Linked DNA regions of Mus musculus: regions 1, 3, 4, 5 and 6 are each linked to region 2. A link is a contact called in public HiChIP or PLAC-seq data. All regions are on one chromosome and are shown on one strand. Each heading gives the region's core, a stretch centred on a gene start, on an enhancer-like site or on the middle of the called end of the contact. The rest is flanking DNA. Distances are from core to core; before and after follow the strand shown. Region 1 holds the start of Evi5 (ecotropic viral integration site 5). Region 2 holds the start of Cdc7 (cell division cycle 7 (S. cerevisiae)). Region 3 holds the start of Glmn (glomulin, FKBP associated protein). Region 4 holds the start of Gfi1 (growth factor independent 1 transcription repressor). Region 5 overlaps Btbd8 (BTB (POZ) domain containing 8). Region 6 overlaps Rpap2 (RNA polymerase II associated protein 2).

The links. HiChIP or PLAC-seq counts read pairs in DNA pulled down with a chosen protein or histone mark.
Region 1: an H3K27ac HiChIP or PLAC-seq map of extraembryonic endoderm stem cells shows a contact between it and region 2, with 4 times the contacts expected there. The contact joins the promoter of Evi5 here to the promoter of Cdc7 in region 2. A contact is called at or near these places in 2 of 39 promoter capture datasets (the C10 cell line and pre-B cells), 3 of 115 datasets of contacts at active chromatin or transcription factors (T-cell acute lymphoblastic leukemia, extraembryonic endoderm stem cells and large pre-B cells) and 1 of 9 other capture datasets (embryonic stem cells).
Region 3: an H3K27ac HiChIP or PLAC-seq map of embryonic stem cells shows a contact between it and region 2, with 3 times the contacts expected there. The contact joins the promoter of Glmn here to the promoter of Cdc7 in region 2. A contact is called at or near these places in 13 of 39 promoter capture datasets (the 3T3-L1 cell line, 3T3-L1-derived adipocytes, the C10 cell line and 6 more), 5 of 484 Hi-C or Micro-C datasets (adipose-derived mesenchymal stem cells, cortical neurons, embryonic stem cells and 1 more), 13 of 115 datasets of contacts at active chromatin or transcription factors (the 230-238 cell line, the NIH/3T3 cell line, the SCID.adh cell line and 8 more) and 2 of 9 other capture datasets (adipose tissue and embryonic stem cells).
Region 4: a contact with region 2 is called in an H3K27ac HiChIP or PLAC-seq map of double positive thymocytes, with 7 times the contacts expected there. The contact joins the promoter of Gfi1 here to the promoter of Cdc7 in region 2. A contact is called at or near these places in 2 of 39 promoter capture datasets (embryonic stem cells and pre-B cells), 4 of 115 datasets of contacts at active chromatin or transcription factors (double positive thymocytes, embryonic stem cells, large pre-B cells and 1 more) and 1 of 9 other capture datasets (embryonic stem cells).
Region 5: an H3K27ac HiChIP or PLAC-seq map of the NIH/3T3 cell line shows a contact between it and region 2, with 6 times the contacts expected there. The contact joins the enhancer-like site here to the promoter of Cdc7 in region 2. A contact is called at or near these places in 10 of 39 promoter capture datasets (the 3T3-L1 cell line, 3T3-L1-derived adipocytes, the C10 cell line and 5 more), 1 of 15 datasets of contacts at CTCF or cohesin (large pre-B cells), 2 of 484 Hi-C or Micro-C datasets (CD4 T cells and cerebellar granule neurons), 14 of 115 datasets of contacts at active chromatin or transcription factors (the NIH/3T3 cell line, acute myeloid leukemia, bone marrow-derived macrophages and 7 more) and 1 of 9 other capture datasets (embryonic stem cells).
Region 6: an H3K27ac HiChIP or PLAC-seq map of T-cell acute lymphoblastic leukemia shows a contact between it and region 2, with 8 times the contacts expected there. The contact joins the enhancer-like site here to the promoter of Cdc7 in region 2. A contact is called at or near these places in 15 of 39 promoter capture datasets (the 3T3-L1 cell line, 3T3-L1-derived adipocytes, the C10 cell line and 8 more), 1 of 15 datasets of contacts at CTCF or cohesin (the NIH/3T3 cell line), 3 of 484 Hi-C or Micro-C datasets (adipose-derived mesenchymal stem cells, cortical neurons and muscle stem cells) and 10 of 115 datasets of contacts at active chromatin or transcription factors (the NIH/3T3 cell line, T-cell acute lymphoblastic leukemia, bone marrow-derived macrophages and 6 more).

What each region holds. Positions count from the first base shown.
Region 1 is chr5:107,867,765-107,870,464 of GRCm38.p6, reverse strand. Evi5 (ecotropic viral integration site 5) reads left to right here and starts at 1,417. Exons shown (of 20, transcript NM_001378824.1): 1 at 1,417-1,674.
Region 2 is chr5:106,962,906-106,965,605 of GRCm38.p6, reverse strand. Cdc7 (cell division cycle 7 (S. cerevisiae)) reads right to left here and starts at 1,284. Exons shown (of 12, transcript NM_009863.3): 1 at 1,181-1,284; 2 at 492-673. The coding sequence starts at 588.
Region 3 is chr5:107,596,226-107,598,925 of GRCm38.p6, reverse strand. Glmn (glomulin, FKBP associated protein) reads left to right here and starts at 1,287. Exons shown (of 19, transcript NM_133248.2): 1 at 1,287-1,382; 2 at 2,064-2,138. The coding sequence starts at 2,100. It overlaps Rpap2 (RNA polymerase II associated protein 2), which reads right to left and starts at 1,230. Exons shown (of 13, transcript NM_144911.3): 1 at 1,066-1,230; 2 at 359-404. The coding sequence starts at 1,138.
Region 4 is chr5:107,722,983-107,725,682 of GRCm38.p6, reverse strand. Gfi1 (growth factor independent 1 transcription repressor) reads left to right here and starts at 1,340. Exons shown (of 6, transcript NM_010278.2): 1 at 1,340-1,959; 2 at 2,275-2,460. The coding sequence starts at 1,845. RefSeq lists a promoter at 1,321-1,709.
Region 5 is chr5:107,491,210-107,493,909 of GRCm38.p6, reverse strand. Btbd8 (BTB (POZ) domain containing 8) reads right to left here. Exons shown (of 18, transcript NM_001378266.2): 9 at 2,329-2,431. Among named protein-coding and RNA genes, the nearest start is that of Gm33885, 21 kb to the right of the region's middle. Within about 2 kb of position 1,444, at least 11 of the 459 cell types and tissues checked have an H3K27ac peak or open chromatin away from gene starts, as enhancers often do. A contact at or near this core is called in the NIH/3T3 cell line, where this site is marked.
Region 6 is chr5:107,617,022-107,619,721 of GRCm38.p6, reverse strand. Rpap2 (RNA polymerase II associated protein 2) reads right to left here. Exons shown (of 13, transcript NM_144911.3): 7 at 1,546-1,581. Among named protein-coding and RNA genes, the nearest start is that of A930041C12Rik, 15 kb to the left of the region's middle. Within about 2 kb of position 1,446, at least 7 of the 459 cell types and tissues checked have an H3K27ac peak or open chromatin away from gene starts, as enhancers often do. A contact at or near this core is called in T-cell acute lymphoblastic leukemia, where this site is marked.

The DNA.
Region 1 (2,700 bases), core at 168-2,667, 900 kb before region 2:
GGGGAGCTGGAGAGGTAGGCAAGGTGCCTGGCCCTGGAGGGCTTGGTTAGGGTAATTTTTTTTTCCCCAAAAGAATGGGATACTGAACAGCAACAAGGTCACATGGTACAGTATTTGAACAAAAATTCTTCTTGTGGTTTGAGATTTGGAGAAGGGTAGGAGGGGATGTGGATAAAATAGGCTAGGTCAGTGTCCTTACACTATCTGCAGGTCAGGGTAATTTTAACTAAGGTGGTTGCTGATGAAGGAGATGAGAGAGATTCAAGGAAACTTTAGCAGATAAAAGCAAAGAATTTGCAGATAAATTGGAAAGGTACATTATACTTTTTTTTCTTTTGCTATGGGGTAGATACATTAAATTATGATGAAGTTTTTTGTTTGTTTTTTGAGTCAGGGTGGTGTTGCCTTGGCTCTCCTGAAACTCTGTAGACCAGGTTGGCCCTGAACTCTGAGATCTGCTTGCTTCTGTCACTCAAGTGCAGGGATCAAAGGCATGCGCCAAGACTGCCTGGTACAATGAAGTTGTTACATTGCCATTAATAACCCGACCTAAGTTATGCAAAAAAAAAAAAAATTGCCTCAGACTATTTTGAAAATTTCAAAGCTGGGTGGAGGACATGGTTTTACTTCCCATTTCTTATCCTAATCTTGTTGAAAAATAGTCTTTTCTAGAAGTGCTTGTGATAGTGGAACTTTTTCTGGACAGGTCTTACAAATCTAAATGTAAAAGCCAGTGGTATCATATTAGTAAACAATTTTAGAGCTTTTCTGACTGCTTGATGGTAATTACTATCCTTTTGGTCACTTTCAAGTATATAACAAAAATGATTTATATTGCCTTTATTATTTTTTTTTTTTGTTGCCTGCAATTCCTTTGACAGGACCCAAATGAATAGGCTGTTTTTGTCCCAAACTAAGTAATTTCCTTCTAAGAATTTCTTGGTTGGTGTTGGATAATTGCCCACCCTCTGCCGGACTCCGAAAAAACCCACGGTTTATTCTAGAGGATTAGTGGAAGACCTGTTTTACCACCGCGAGTGCCATTTGATTAATATTATGTTTTTGGGAGTGAGACTCCGGGCAGCCCTCGCAAAGCTGCGCGTCGCTGTGCGCGCCCCAGGCCTGCGCGGATGCTCGCCCGGGGGGCTCCGAGGGGGCGTGTCTTGTGCTTCCCTGACTGGCCAGGGGCGGCTCGAGAGACTGGGAAGTCAGCAGTTTGCATGGCCGAGGGCTGGGCGCTTGGGAAGAGGGGCGGAGGACCGAGAGGGATCTCCCCGCCTCCGTTCCTCTCGGTCCAATCCCTTCGGCTTCTGCTTCGGCTTCGCCAGCGCGGCCGGGGCCCTAACCTGCTCGAACCCATTATGCCGTAGAGGCCGGCCGGGGCTCTTTAAGGCCCTCGCCGCGCCTGCGCCCTGGGCTTTCGTGAAGCGGCCCGACCAGAGCCGGGCGGAGCTGGCGGGCGTGGGGCTGCGCGGGGTTCTCCCGAGTCGTCGGCGGTACGGTGGAGGGTCGCGGGCAGCTCCGGGTTCCTGAGCAGGAGGCGTGCGCCGGGTCACGCGGGGAACGCGGCCGCGGAGGCCGAGCCGGGCCGAGGCGCTTGGAGGCGGCGGCGGCACGGCCGCCGGCTGCATGGGAAGTTCATGTTGACGGCGGAGTCCACCCCAGGTTTCCAAGGTGAGGGGCGCCGCGCCAGGCCGGGCTGCGGCGAGGGAGGGCGCGGGCGCCGCCGAGGGCCGCGCCGCCCACCCGGGCCGCCGCCGAGTTTGCGGCGCGAGCCCGCCGGGGCCTGCGTTCCCCGCTCTCGCCTGGCCCGGGCGGCCTCGGGGCCCGTCCTCGAGGACACGGCGGTCCGCCGCGCCCTGCTCGGAAAGTTGGCGTCTCCATTCGGCCTGCGGCGGCTGCCGGCAGGTGATGGGCGAGCCAGGTGTGCAGAGCGACGGCGCACGGAGCTCCTGTGCACCCGGTTGCCCATCGCCTAACGGGGCTAGCCTGAGATTAACCGCGGGTTTCCGGTGGGTTGGCTTGCGGTGGTGGCGCCTGCGCTGGTGACTCCGACCTTAGGTCTTTTCACCAAAGAGCGAAGCAAAAGTTCTGGACCGGTTCCCTCGCAGTCCCGTTTCTGCTGGAGGGGATTTTGAAGAGCAACAAGCGGTTTTCTTTGGAGAATAATAAACCTTTCTCCGCCGAGAGAATGAATTCCAGAGCTTCCTGAAGTTAGAGAAACATGGTCTGTTGGTAGTTTTTAATCTTTGCGCGGTGTTTTTTTTTTTTTTTTTTTTTTTGGTGTGTGTGTTTTAAATTTTATTAGTAATAATTTCTCAGTGTTCCAGAACTTTGCTTCCTGTAAGATAGAAAATGCTCACCTTCTATGAGAAGTTTGTGTCAAGGAAATCTTAGAAAATTTATTCAAGCCTATCTGGAGTAGAAAGATCACAATTTTAAGTTTTCAGGTAATGATTTTTAAGTGAACCAACACAAACCAACAAATTACTAGGTTGGGATATATACCTCGGAGGAGTGGAATTGCTGTTTTTTTTTTGTTTGGTTTTCTTTCTGGGTCAGAGTTTTGCTATGTAGCCCAGGCTGTCCCCGTACTCCTGCCGTCGACCTCCTTGCAGTATATTGCCACTATTTCTGGTTGATTATTTTTTAAAAATTTCTGGCATTAGGTTCTGTTGGGCCTTCTCAAGACGGTTGAGA
Region 2 (2,700 bases), core at 35-2,534:
AAACTAGAGTCTGCGGCTGAGCTACATTCCACTTTACGAAGAAAAAAGTATCCGTTACAAACATTCCACTTGTTTCTGCCTGTGAATTTTGTTTATGAATCCTTAATCCCTTCCCCACCAATTCCTAAAACCAAACTTTACACAGTAAGGCTACAGTGGGTGTGGAAGAAAAAAGTCAGGTGTCAACAAACATGCTTTCCTAAAAAGCCACTAATATTTGGACCCAACCGACGTCCTCTAAAATGAAAACTGGATTCCACACCTCTTAAAACGCGATCCAATCCTAAATCTAGACTTCATGATATTATGTTGACATGTGAAATTTAAACATACAACTCAGTTTACTAGTCAGGTGTGTGTGTGGTTTTTCTGTTTATTTCTGGGAGTGTAATTTAATTACATTTCTTTTTTCCCCTTTCCTCGAATTAGAAGATGCAGACTGGCTGCCCGTGCGACTTCAGAACCGTGTGACCGTGGCATTGAGCACATACCTGAAAGTTTAACACTCTGCTCATATTTTTTTAAAGAGTCATCAGCCGGACACCTGTCACTGCCACGAAGGGAAGAAAACGCCATTGGCTCCTCCATCTGAGTCCCCAAAGAGGCTTCCACTACGCACGACTGGGATGCAAAGAGCGGGCTACGGGGTCATGTGCACAGGCGAGAGCAGCAGCTGTGAAAATCACAACACGGTGAGAAGGGCGAAGTAGCTCACCCAAGCAGGCACGCACCAAACCACCTGCCCTTCAGGAGGTAGCACTAAAACCCGCACCATATGTCCAAATCCCAGCCGGAGCGGCGTCGCTGCCACTGGCCTGCGGCGAGCACTCCCGCGGGGGACAGGTGGAGCGGGCTGCAGCCGGCTAGGGATCCCCGGGAGGCTGCGGGGAAGGACTGCGGTTTGCCCGGGAGGAAGTCGCTCGCCAGGGCGTGACACTCCACTCGACTGGAGCCGACCGAGGGCAGCAGGGTGCCAACAGAAGGATAAATGAATGAATGGGCCGCCCTGGGCGAGTGCGTAGGGCGGACTGTCCGCCAGTGCCAACGGGAAGCTCAGTGCGCAGGCGCACCTCTTCCCGCCGCGGGATGCCCGCAGGGCGACACGACCTAAGTCACGATCAAGAACTCGTCCCCGGTCCCTCACCGTCCACGGCAGGGGGGAAAACTGTCAGAAACTCACGGTTCACAGAAGTTAGGACGTCCGCGGTCGCTTCCCTCAGGAGCGTCCCACTGAGCCGGGCCGCCAGGCGCGCATGCGCGATTCTTCCCGCGCTGCTTTGAATTGCTCATGCGCATTCCGAAGCCCTCGGCGCCTGCGCAAGAGGCGTGGTTTTTCAAGGCGGGGCGGTCGGAAAGGAAGAGTGCAGCAGAGAGGGCTCGGTGGTCCTTTGCTGAGTTAGCGAGCCCCAGGACTAAAAAGGCGCCCGGGATTCCTCGTCCCGTCGCCCGGTCCTTAGCGTTCTCTCTCGGCCTCACACTGTGGTCTCAACACGCTGGACACTTCTCGGGTAAAAGGCACTTGGTTGAGTCCGGTTTTACTTTTCTCAACGAAAAACAAAAAGTTTAACCACTGGTTCTTGAGGATCTTATAGTAGAGACCAGCTGCAATGTATGTTGATCATTTATTTAGTTGTGATATAAACCAGTTTTTAGGGACTGAGCGAATAACGGTGGTGAATAAGGCAGTCAAAAAGCTATCCCAATTTCGCGTCTTTTAGTAACCCACTAAGTCTATATTGCGTGGGTGTGGAGTGATCCACTGGATTATGCATCGGACTCTTAACACCGGTTGCATCTCCAAAAAGAATGATCCCTCCTGGCCTGGCAACTACGCTCTGCCAGGGCCTCAGTAAGGGACTGGGCCAGGAAATTCCCTACCCCATCAATGCTGGAATTTTGGCCCCTCTTGTTCAGGTAACCCCACTATCGAGAGTCATGCCATAGCCAGAACTTGACAACCCCAGCTCTGACATTCTTAGACGACAGTCCACCTCCACTAGAGCAGCCTAGCCCAGACCAGAGAGAGTGTCCAGCTATAGGCATGTTTATTCAATCAATAATTTTTACTAGCTCCTGGAATATCATAACTGTGATTTTCATGCTACAATCTGTTTACATGGTATACAGGTGTGTGTATGTGTGTAAATACATACATAGTAAAAGAATTTCTAAGGAGTTAGTATTATTACCATTCATTAGATTAGTTAACACAGTGAAAGACCACAAATATTTTTTTTACTTTAGCATTAATAGTGAAGAATTATAAGTAGTGTTTTCTGATAGTTCTTTTTTTTACAAGAAAGCCCCAATTTACCTTTTGCCCATGAAAAATACATTTACCTCATAATCTTCCACAAGGCACAGATGGAGAAAATATGACAAAACTCTATGCTGATTTTATTAGTCAGGGTTCTTTAAGGAACAGAATTGACAGAATGAGTATGCAGATGTGTGAATGTATGTATTTATGTGAATGTGTATATATGTGTATGTGCTATTTATCAGAGTGGCATGCATGCTGTGGTCCAGGTTGTCCAACAATGGAAAGGCAAAGAATCTGGTATCTTTGCTGGATGTCTCAGTAGTTCCAATCTGCTGCTGGTGTCCCAGGGAATTCCTAGAGAGCTTCTGACCTTCAGTTTGCTTCCAAAGGAGTGGTTCCAACACCAATGACAGCTCAGCATCAGGGTAAATGGACTT
Region 3 (2,700 bases), core at 38-2,537, 630 kb before region 2:
GTTTTCCTACAGCTGAAGGACAGAGCAGTCTTACGTGAGAATCGACAGTGCTTCCTGAGTCTTCAGTATTTTCTCAAGAAAGGTATGCACTATGCTTTTAAACTATTTGGGCTGGAGTATAGCTCGGTAAATTAGACAAAGAGCTTCATTAGAATGTACAAAGTCTTTAAGTTCAATTCCCAGATTGCAAGATCAGAAAACAGAACATCAAAACAAAAAAACCAAAACCAAAAAGAAAAAAGAAAAAAAAAAAAAAAAAAAAGAAAAGAAAAAAAAAAAGAAAAGAAAAAAAAAACCAAATCAGATTGAATTAATGAGATAAAAGCAAAGTGAAATGCAGATGCCCACGTGGTTCTACCTTTTAGATGCATCTCCTCGTTTCAGGGCTCGGGTCTGTTTAGTACCTACAATTGAAGAGAGAAAAGTCAAGTGCCAATGCATTTGATGTAGCAGAGTAGTCCCCAAATATCACACTGTAGGCACCATTTCCTTTTCTCTCACACATCTCATTTCCAACTTCGATGTGTACAAAAAAAGAAAAACAACCCCCCCCCCAGAAAAACAAAAACAAAAGGGGGGGCTAAACAGGAAGCAAATTCAATTGTTTCTGTAAATTAATTACATTTTACATTTTCATGACGGCAGTCTCTTCGAGGACTCTTTCTCATCGGATGCGCTTTAATCAAGTGCTTTTAAAACACTCTCTAAACTGGGTTCCTTTAGAATAAACATTGCTCAGTCTCCCAAATGTTTGTTCCCTTGCCTAAAGAGAGGAGTCTGAGACCTCAGAGACCAGATATCAAAGCAATCCAAGGTTCAAGGCAACTGACCACCACCTGCCTTGGCCACTTGTTCCCACGTACGGGTAGATCCTAAAACCCCTGTGTAAGAGTGTGGGATTCCTCCCCCGAAGGCACTAGGACAGCCTGCGTTGGGAAGCTCTGGGCCTCATCCACCCGGAGTTCTCGCTCTCCCCGGCGCAGCCTCAGAAAGAGGCCCGCGCGTGCGTGGTACTCAAACCAAGGTCTCAGGGTCCCAGCCTGGGACGGTGGCTCTTGTTCGTACCGGTAGCATCTCGGTGGGTGCTGGAAGCCCGGGTACTTGGGCCTAGAGAGCAAGGTACGGCAGAGTCAGCCATGGGGAAATGCGGTCAGAAGAGGGGGTCGGGACAGCACATCTACCTCCTCACGCTTCGCCCGGAACCGGGCTGGGGGCGGGCCCAGGGAGGGCGGGGCGAGCGGCGGAGGGGGCGGGCCCAGGGCGGGGCGGGGCGAGCGGCGGAGGGGGAGGGTCCGGTCCGGGGGCGGGGCCAGGAGTGCGGCCTGCGCTACCTGAAGTGGAGAAGGAGGAGGAGGGCAAGAGGCAGGCGCGTGGATCGGCGGGTAGGTAGACATGCTGGGTCGGGCGGATCGGGCTCGCCGAACAGGACCTGCGCCGCACGCGGCTCTCCTGCTCGGCCTCTGGAGGTGCTGGAGCCTGGACACCCTGCCCTGCAGGAGCAGGGAGAAATGGCCTCCCTTCGCCTCAGCCAGGCGCGGTAGGGTGTGATTTTCCTGTTCGCGCCTGCGGGGCAAGGACCTTCGCTGCTGGCCTCCTTTTCGTGATACTCGGTGATCTCACTGACGATTGTTTATGTGAGGAGGGAGATCCTGTGGAGAATGGGGTGGGCGGCATCGGAATCTTCAACTTCTTTGGGTGACTTAATTATGTTGGATTCCAGTTTTTGTCAATGGGACATTTAAAAAAATTACTTAATGATTAGATTTTTCATTCCAGGTCCACAATTTGGATTTTTGTTTTCCTTTTAAACAAAGGCTTTTCTAGTAGTTCTTTCTAGGGCTCTTTTTATTTTTTTACTCGTCATTCTTTAAAAATTACTTTCTTTAGGCATTATATCAGGGGCTTTTAAAAATGCTTCATTAGGCTAACACAGTAACGTTCAGTAATAGCAGTTAACCTATAAAACTTTACATTGTGTTTGTTGTCTAATAATTCAGAATGAAACGGTTTATGAAACATAATTTACATGGTATCACACAATTAACTGGGTTTTTTTGTATTAGTTCATTACAGCATCAAAATTAGGAAAATAATTAGGAATGGCTGTGGAGGAACTTCAGAGCATAATAAAAAGATGTGTAAGTACTTCTCCGAAAACACCTTTAAATATATGGGAAGGGCATAGAGTATCTTTACTTTGTGGTCACTCATGTTATTTATCTTAACTAAATTCTGCTTCTTCTTTTTTGACTTGTAAATATCAAAAAATCAGGAAAGTAGATTAGATGATAATGATGATGGTGGTGGTGACTTTCAATCCTAGTACTTTTGGGAGGCAAAGGCAGAGGGGTCTCTGATTTTGAGGCTGGCCTGGTTTACATGGTAAATTTCCAGGACAGCTTGGGCTATGGAGAGAGAGAGAGAGACCCTCGCTCACAAGGGGCATAAGGGGCTAGAGAGATGGTTCAGTGGTTAAGAGCACTTGTTCTTGCGGAGGACCTGGGTTCATTTCTCAAAACCCAGGCCCTGTTCTGGCCCACAATGGGCATCAGGCACATGCATATGTATGAAGGTAAACGTTAGTAAATTGTATTTAAAAGCATATTAAATCATGTACATGTCTGTTTATGTGTGTTGGTAGGGGGTATATATGAGTATAAGTGCCTGGCATGGAAGCCGTAGCGTTAGGACCACTCAGAG
Region 4 (2,700 bases), core at 91-2,590, 760 kb before region 2:
TCCTTCTGAGCGCCTTGCCTTCAGCTCCCGAATTTCCAGCCTCAGATGACCAGGGGAAGCCTGGCGGGCCGCTGTGCCAGGAGCGTGCCGCCCCGCCCCCTGGACGCCAGCTGCAGCACGAGGTTGCCTTCCCACGCGCTGGGCCTCCTTGCCATCCCCTTACCCCTCCTACCCGGAACCCAGCAAAGCCCTCCGAAGCGTAGGTTTGTGGCCTGGGCGAGGACGCCACCTCTGTGTCTACCCTGTCCCGCGTGGTGCTGACGCGCAGACCCAGCGCGGGACCAGACAGCCCTGCTTCCCACGGGTCCCGTTCTTGGCTATCGCAGGACCGAACCTCATCGAGGCCTCCAGAACTCTTGCCCTGTTTTCTTGCTCTTCATGCTTGCTTTAAGAATTGTCCTCTGGTTGGAGCGTCTGGCTGTACAGACAGGGAGTGCGGGAAAATTAAAGCGCCGGAGCCTGGGTTCTGGGAGCCAAACCCGACCAAGGCGTGTGACTATACATTATGACTGGGAATCTGAAGCAGGAGTCCTTGGGCTCCTTTTAAGTGGGTACAACAGGGTGTGTTCTGTACGCGCTCCTGGGGGGGGGTGGCGAAGAGGCTCGGGTTCCTCAGTCTGAACTGCACGAAGCCCAAAGACCCGGGGCGTGCGCCGGCCTGTGCCCCAGTCTTTGAGCCCGCCGCCGCCGTTCAGCCTCTATTGCCTTGGACCTTGGAGGCAGGCGGATTCGTTTCACCCTAGGCCTCCCTAGGGTCGCCCCCGGAGCGGGCCAGGAGCTGGGACGCAGTCTCAGCCCCGCCTCCTGCAGGGCTCAGGTTTCGACCCGAGATTAGGTGAACTGATTGGGGGTTAAAGAGAGCGACGCCAGCTCTCGGTCATGCTCAGGGACCCTGGCCTCCTGGCCAGGCCTTCTGGCCACTGCTCACTCGTGCGCGCTCCGGTTTCATCTTGCTGGCCCGCGAAGTCGTTGGCACTCATTAAATTTGGGCACCGCGTGTTTGCCAGTAAGCACGCAGTTTAAACTCAACTTCCCTAGGACAAGATTTTTGGTGAGCAGATCAGAAAATAATTCTTTCTGGGACTTAGTTTCTGAAGCAAGGCCTACAGGTCTGGAATGTTTCTCAGTGGTCGCCGTCCTGGCCGGTGCCACACCACTATTCCAGTGGGCGTTTCTCCTGGGACAAGTGTTGGTCCTTTGCCACTCCCACCTCACTTTCCTGTGCCTCTGGCTTCCTGACTTCTGCTCCAGCCACTGCAGCACATAGTCCCTAGGCAAACCAGTCCCTAGTACGCCCCTCTTTCGCTTCTGTTCGTCGCGGGGCTCCTGGAGGTTTTGGCTCCAAGCCCCTTCCGGGTCCCAAACACTGATGCCCCCTGACTGGCTAAACTAAGCCACGCATCCCTGGCGTGAGCCACAACCCAGAAGGGAGCAGGTGGGCTTGCAGGGTTGACTTGGGATAACGGACCAGTTGTGGACTACTGCTCTCAGGAGAGTGATGATCTAGCTTTGGTAGGGAAGGGGAGGGGCTGAGGCGTGGGCAGGGCAGAGCAAAGGGACCAGAGCCAGAGCCTGGGGACAGGTTTTACCACTGAGCTGTTGCAGTGGCGGCGGAGGCCGGGATTCGTGCCACCTGTCCGAGTGCCACCTGGTGAGCGTGGCGCCTGGGTCCAGGCCCCTCCTCCCGCGGCTTCCCTCTCTCCTCCCTGGCCCACACTCTTCCTTGGCCTGGGAACCTACCACAACCGCCATCGGTGCTGACCCTCGTTTCCACCCAATTTTCCCCCTTCTCTCAGAACTCAGAGTATCCGAGGGTCCAAACATTCGTCCAGCGGCTGACCACCATGCCGCGCTCATTCCTGGTCAAGAGCAAGAAGGCGCACAGCTATCACCAGCCGCGTTCTCCGGGGCCGGACTACTCCCTGCGCCTGGAGACCGTGCCTGCGCCGGGCAGAGCAGGTGCGAAGCGCGCAGAGGCCGGGTAGGGCAGCTGCCGAGGACACCGACTCTGCTCCAAGCCACCTCGTTTCCTAGGAATCGGGGGAGGCTATCCTAACGCCCCTCGGGTGCTTTTTTGTTTTTGTTTTTGTTTCCCGGTGCTCAGATTTGCTGAGCTTGCCAGAGATGCCCCTGGCGCTCGCAGTCGGCTCTTGAATTCGGGAGGGAGGGCTCCCGGTTGGGTCAGAGTGGACAGAGGAGGACACGGGCGCCACGGTGGAACCACTTCAGTTCGGCCAGGTTTAGGTTTATTTCTCTCCTGAATCTTTTCCGCAGAGGGCGGCGCTGTGAGTGCAGGCGAGTCGAAAATGGAGCCCCGAGAGCGTTTGTCCCCCGACTCTCAGCTTACCGAGGCTCCCGACAGGGCCTCCGCGTCCCCCAACAGCTGCGAAGGCAGCGTTTGTGACCCCTGCTCCGAGTTCGAGGACTTTTGGAGGCCCCCTTCTCCCTCCGTGTCTCCAGGTAAGCCTTGATTCGAGGTCTTGTGGCAGAGTTCTGGAGTCGCAGCACGGAGGGAAGCCCGCACAAGGGATGCAGAGGGTCGGCCTAGGGATCTGGCTCCTAAGGGAACAGGGTTCAGGGGAGGCATCCAGCTTTTGTGCTGGACACCTTGCCCAAAGTGTCCTCTGCCTCCTTCTAAGTCCCTTAGCTCCAGGCTGGCCCTTAATTCGTTTGCCTGGAACTAACAGGCGAGGTCAAACG
Region 5 (2,700 bases), core at 195-2,694, 530 kb before region 2:
ATACAAAACAGTAGGTGACAAGGCCCTTCGTTGGCTGAGACACAACATTTAGATGACATGAGCGGCACTTCATGTCATTTCCCAGCTTCCCCTGCATTCACCCTCTGTGTAACATGGTCTCACGTTACTACCCATGCTTAGTCAGAGAGACGGGGCTGATTAGGAGTGTATGAGACAAAAAGAGAAGCGGGGGGAGGGGGGAAGAGAGAGAGAGAGAGAGGAGAGAGAGAAGAGAGAGAGAGAGAGAAGAGAGAGAGAGAAGAGGGGGAAAAGGAAGTGAGAGAGGGAAGAACAGAGGGAGGGGGAGAGGGAGAGAGACAAAGTGGGGGAAGGAAGATAGAGAGGGAAAGACAGACAGACAGACAGACAGACAGAGAGGCTTAAGCAGCCTTTATAAGTGATGATATGGCTTGAAGGCCACAAGAGAATACAGAAGGAAAAGGAAAACTTAATTGAGAAAATTCCCAGATCAGATATGCCTATGGTATACTTTCTTGATTGGTAACTGTGTGGGAGGGCCCAGCTCAACTTGTATGAGAAATGCCACCTTTGGGTTGGAAGTTCTTCCTGCTGCTGTAAGAAGGCAGGCTGAACAGGCCACAGGGAGCAAGCCAGTAAGCAGTTCTCCTCCATGACACCTCTCTGCATCAGCTCCTGTCTTGGGTTCCTGCCCTGACTGTGATGGAGTGATGTATGGAAGGGTTCCCCCCCTAAGCTGGTTTTGGTCATGACCTGGATTGTGTGGTGATTCTAACTGGAAATAGACATAGAAGGAAATTTAAGAAGTAACCGTTATCAAAGCCAGGGAACAAACATGTTACAATGCTGTATGATCAACGTCCCACCCCTGTCAGCTTGGCACCTGAATGTAACTCTGTGGACTGTGCTTTGTTCCCTAGTGGGAAGAGTAAGTCCTGCTGCTTCTTAAAATGACACATACCACTATACAACATGCTACCTCTTTTCTTGGAAGAGAAAGCAAATGTCAAGTTCCATGTTTCTCACACTGTGTGATCCCCATTACCCTTCAAACAGACTTAGTTCTCAGGGTCTCTTAACAAATATGGAGGCACAAAGTAAACTGGTACCAGCTTGTCCTGGATGGTAAGGCAACACGGTCATAGGTGAAAATTAAGACATCTGACTACTCATCAGACAAACACTCATGGAGAGGGGTGTTAAGGCTGCATGTGTGTTGTAACATTGCAATATGTCCAGATGTGGTTTTCCTCATACACAATGGAGAGTTGCTATGCAGACTCCCCTTAACAGTCAAGCTCAACCTATCACTTCTGCTTTATGTGTGGATGTACAAACCAGCCAGAACAAGGCTGTCTCAGCTGCCAGGTCAATGGAATCCTTGCTGTGTCTACTCCCAGATGGATGCATTCTCTCTGGTGCTAAGATCGCTACATCAGCAGATCCCAAAGTTGCCCTGAAAGGGAGGCAAAATTTTGCTAATGGGTCACCAGGAGCAATTCTCATTGCTCATCCCCAGTGACTCATCTTGATTTCTGGATATAGAAATTTCAACTACAAGAAAAACAGCACCTTAAATCCAAGGCTGATTTAGGTACACACTGCATCTTAGAAGACAGTGCCTCAGCCTGGGAGGGCACTGCCACCAGGCAGGCACTGTCCTTCATCTTCTACAGGTCCTGGTCTGTTCCATCAGACTAGTAGTTTCAGGACAATAGGGGAATTCATGGACTCAGCGAGTTACACAAGCATGAGCCTGTTGCAGGTTTTAAAATTTCTGTGAGTGAATTTCTTAGTCATTGTTGTGCTGTGTAGAACACCAAGATGACAGAGTATACAGTCATAGATGACAGTTTTAGCAGAAACAGGGAGGCAAATCCATGTCCAGAGTGAATACCTATCCTAATAAATACAAACGTATCTCTTCTATGAGGGACGTGACCTAACGTAGGTAAACCTGCCTGCCACCAGGTGGATAGCTGAGCCCCTGGGAACGGTGCTGTGGAGACACTCCACACGGCATTCTGAACCCCCTGGTGATCTGCTTCCCTGGACTGCTGAACCGACGCACCATCTCCATTTCTGGAGCCCTTATGTTCATGAACGTCTACCTCAGAGCAGGGCAGCCTGTCTGACTGAACCCCAGACTAGTGAGGTAAGCACTGAGAGTGGCTTCAGAAGAACAAGATCTTAGGGTGGGGATCTCCAGTTTGGTCCTGAGTTTTTGTGAGTGCCGTCTTGCTTTTGCCGAAACATTAAATTCGATTTCTGCATCCACTCACTGTGAGTCCTGCAGACTGGGTAAACTTTCTGATGCACACATAAGCACAGCACTCAGACTATACTCACTAGGGACTGAATCTGCATACTGAGACAGGTTTTCTGAATCTCAGGAGGAACATTTGCAAAGCTTCTTTCCGACCAAAACCTTGCAAAATGGCTTATAATGCAGCTGTTAAAATAAAATAATACAAGTTAGAGGAATGAAAAATGTTAAAGTCAATATTTTTGTTTTCAATCGTACAAAGAGTACCACAGATCGTGACTAACTGTCACTTAATTTTATGGGCGCTCAGACAGACTTCACTATATTCCTTGTCAGAAACGTAGGGGGCATGAGGTCACCATGCTTACAGACGAACATTGGAGAAACTAGGAATGTCTAAGTAGCCACACCCGTAAGTGTGCACCTAGAATTGGAATGACTGTTGCCTGGAAACT
Region 6 (2,700 bases), core at 197-2,696, 650 kb before region 2:
GCCTTACATTTTATACTCTCACACTGACATTTCAGAAGGCTTTCATTTCTCCATATTTAATACACATTTGACAGAATTCTTTTCCAGCTTTCCTTTGCCTTTTCCTAACATTTTACAATTCTTAAAGCAGTATAGCAAACACCATAACCCTCTAAAGACTCTATCCTACTCAACAATTTTGAGTTTTGCTTGAAAAAATAGTTAATATTTTCTTGTTCTGGCTGACCATTATACAGAAATTTTCATGTAATGAAAAAATACAAAAGTCATAACGAAAAATGAAGTTGGCACATCAACATAGTTCAATGAGAGATATTTAAATCTGAGCGCTCATGAATGCAAACAATAAGATAACAGCTGTCCCATGGTTGCACATTTTGATTTTCAGATTCAGTTTCAATCACATTAAGAATTCTGAAGGAGCAAAGGCAAAGCAGAAGTTCCTCCAGCTCATGTTGAGACAAACAAGCACCCATGAGCACTCAGAGTTTGAGGCCTAGTCTAGAAGCACATGGTGGGAAGGAGTGAAGGCCAAGCTAGACAGCAAAGAGCTGAAAACAAGTCCTAGTGGGACACAGAAACTCATCAAAATTTCCAAAATTCCAGGATCACATATATTTTTTTTAACCAGACTCTAACCTACATCATCAGGCAAGTAACTTTTGGATAAGAAGAAAAGAAAGTTTAACTTTAAGAAACTAGATTACAGGCTAGAAAGACAGCTCCGCAGTTAAGATCACTTGCCCTCCCAGAGGACCTGGATTCAATTCCCAGCACCCAGGTGGTTCACAACTGCCCTTAACTTCACTTCCAGGGATTCAACACCATCTTCTGACCTCCCTGTGCCCGCTGGACAAGCATATAGCAAATCGACATACATGCAGGCAACACATATAAAAAAATAAATGAAAAGCTGAAAGAAACTTTCATAGTCTTTATATCCCATTCTGTCTCTTGAGGTTTAAAGCAATGACGTTTTATACTAGGTTAAAGCCAGAAAGGTGTCCATCAATAAACAAGGATCTCTTATTTGTACTCAATACCCTGTGACTAAGGCAGTGATTAGCAACCAGGGACATGTGATCTGAGAGTGAAAGGACCTGTCCTGAGAGACGGCTGGAGCTGAGCAAACACCACCATGAAGAGCTGTGAGGTGGGACTGGCAAAACCAAAAACCAAAAATCTATAGTCTGCGCTTCATATTGATATGTAAGATATTCTTTCAAATGATCAACACATTAATATCTTAAAATCATATAAAACAAGACCATAAAACCCTTTCTCCAAATACAATTGGCACGACCTCACCAACAAAGGAGTGGTGTCTGAGAGAGAGGCTATGTTTGTGTCTATTTCAACAGCTTCAATTAGACTTCCCCAGTGGGACAGCTGCACGATAAATCAGACAGATCAAACAAATCATCTTTCCCTCACAAAGGAAAATGGTGAACGTGTCACACGTTTCTTTGTAGCACACAAGCACAGGAAGTCCAGGCGATCACACCACCTGGCCCACTCAGGTCAGTGAAACTGACTGGAACGAACCTTTGTCCTTTCTTCAGCAGCTGAAAGTCAGGAGGCCTGGAACAAAAACACAGAGAGAAGAAACTGAAGGCAACTGACCCAGCTTGCTTGAGTTTACTACAGCTGTACTGCATAACAAATATAATTAAAGGAGTATTTCAGATGAAGATTTCTTTTTTCTTCCTTAAGGAAACAAACGAAAAAGGGGACAAAGTACTGTAAAATACATGCACAAAAATCTGGATTTGGTGGTTTTGTTTTTTACTTAAAATTTACTCATTTTCAAAACTAAGTTCAAATTCCATGCACACAGTACCGCTTCCCTTGACAAAGGTAAAATCACTCTGCTCCCTAAATTGTAGTCACTGTGAGCTCCAGTCAACATGGTTGTCAGGTTTTCTTTATTGTCAGAACTGTTATCTACGTGTTTTACTTTACACATGCTTAAGCTGGGTTCTTAACTGATCCACCAGCTCTTCAGACAGAGACTATATTGTAATTCTCATCTGGTCACCCTAACTTCTGAGACAGCCATGATGTTAAACTGTGTTCGTTTTGGTTTTGAAGGCCTTGAACTCATAAAGGCCCAGTGCTGGGAGGAAAGGTGTCACCACGCCTGGCTTTTTAAAAAGGTGTTTTGGTTACATAAATATCTGTGTCCTGAGTGTGTGCCTGGAGAAGTCAGAAGAGGAGGTCAGACATCTACAGACAGCTGGGAGTTACATGTAGTCATTAGGATGTAAACCAGGATCCTCTGCAAGAGCAGCAATGTGCTCCTAACCACTGAACCACCTCTTCAGCCCCTGCACTGATTAACTTAGCCCTGAACAATGTGGGTATACATTGTTTGACCACCATGAACACTGAAAAGGCAAATACAGGGCTGGAGATGTAGTTCCGTTGGCACAGCTTCCCTAGCATACTCCATTGCCAGCACCACATTAACCAGGTAGTGGGCGATGGAGGCAGGAGGATCAGTAGTAGCAATGTAGCAGTTTCCTCTGAGAGAAACATTCCATCCTGTAGCGAACTTCTCAAACTAGATGATCAACAGCTCAAAACAGAAGTCCCTGAAACTGACCAGATTCACCAGGTCTCTCCCTGCTTAAAGGTAAATAATGAAGCCTGGAAGAGAGTCACTCTCAAACAAACCAAGCTGAAATGAATGCTATGCTA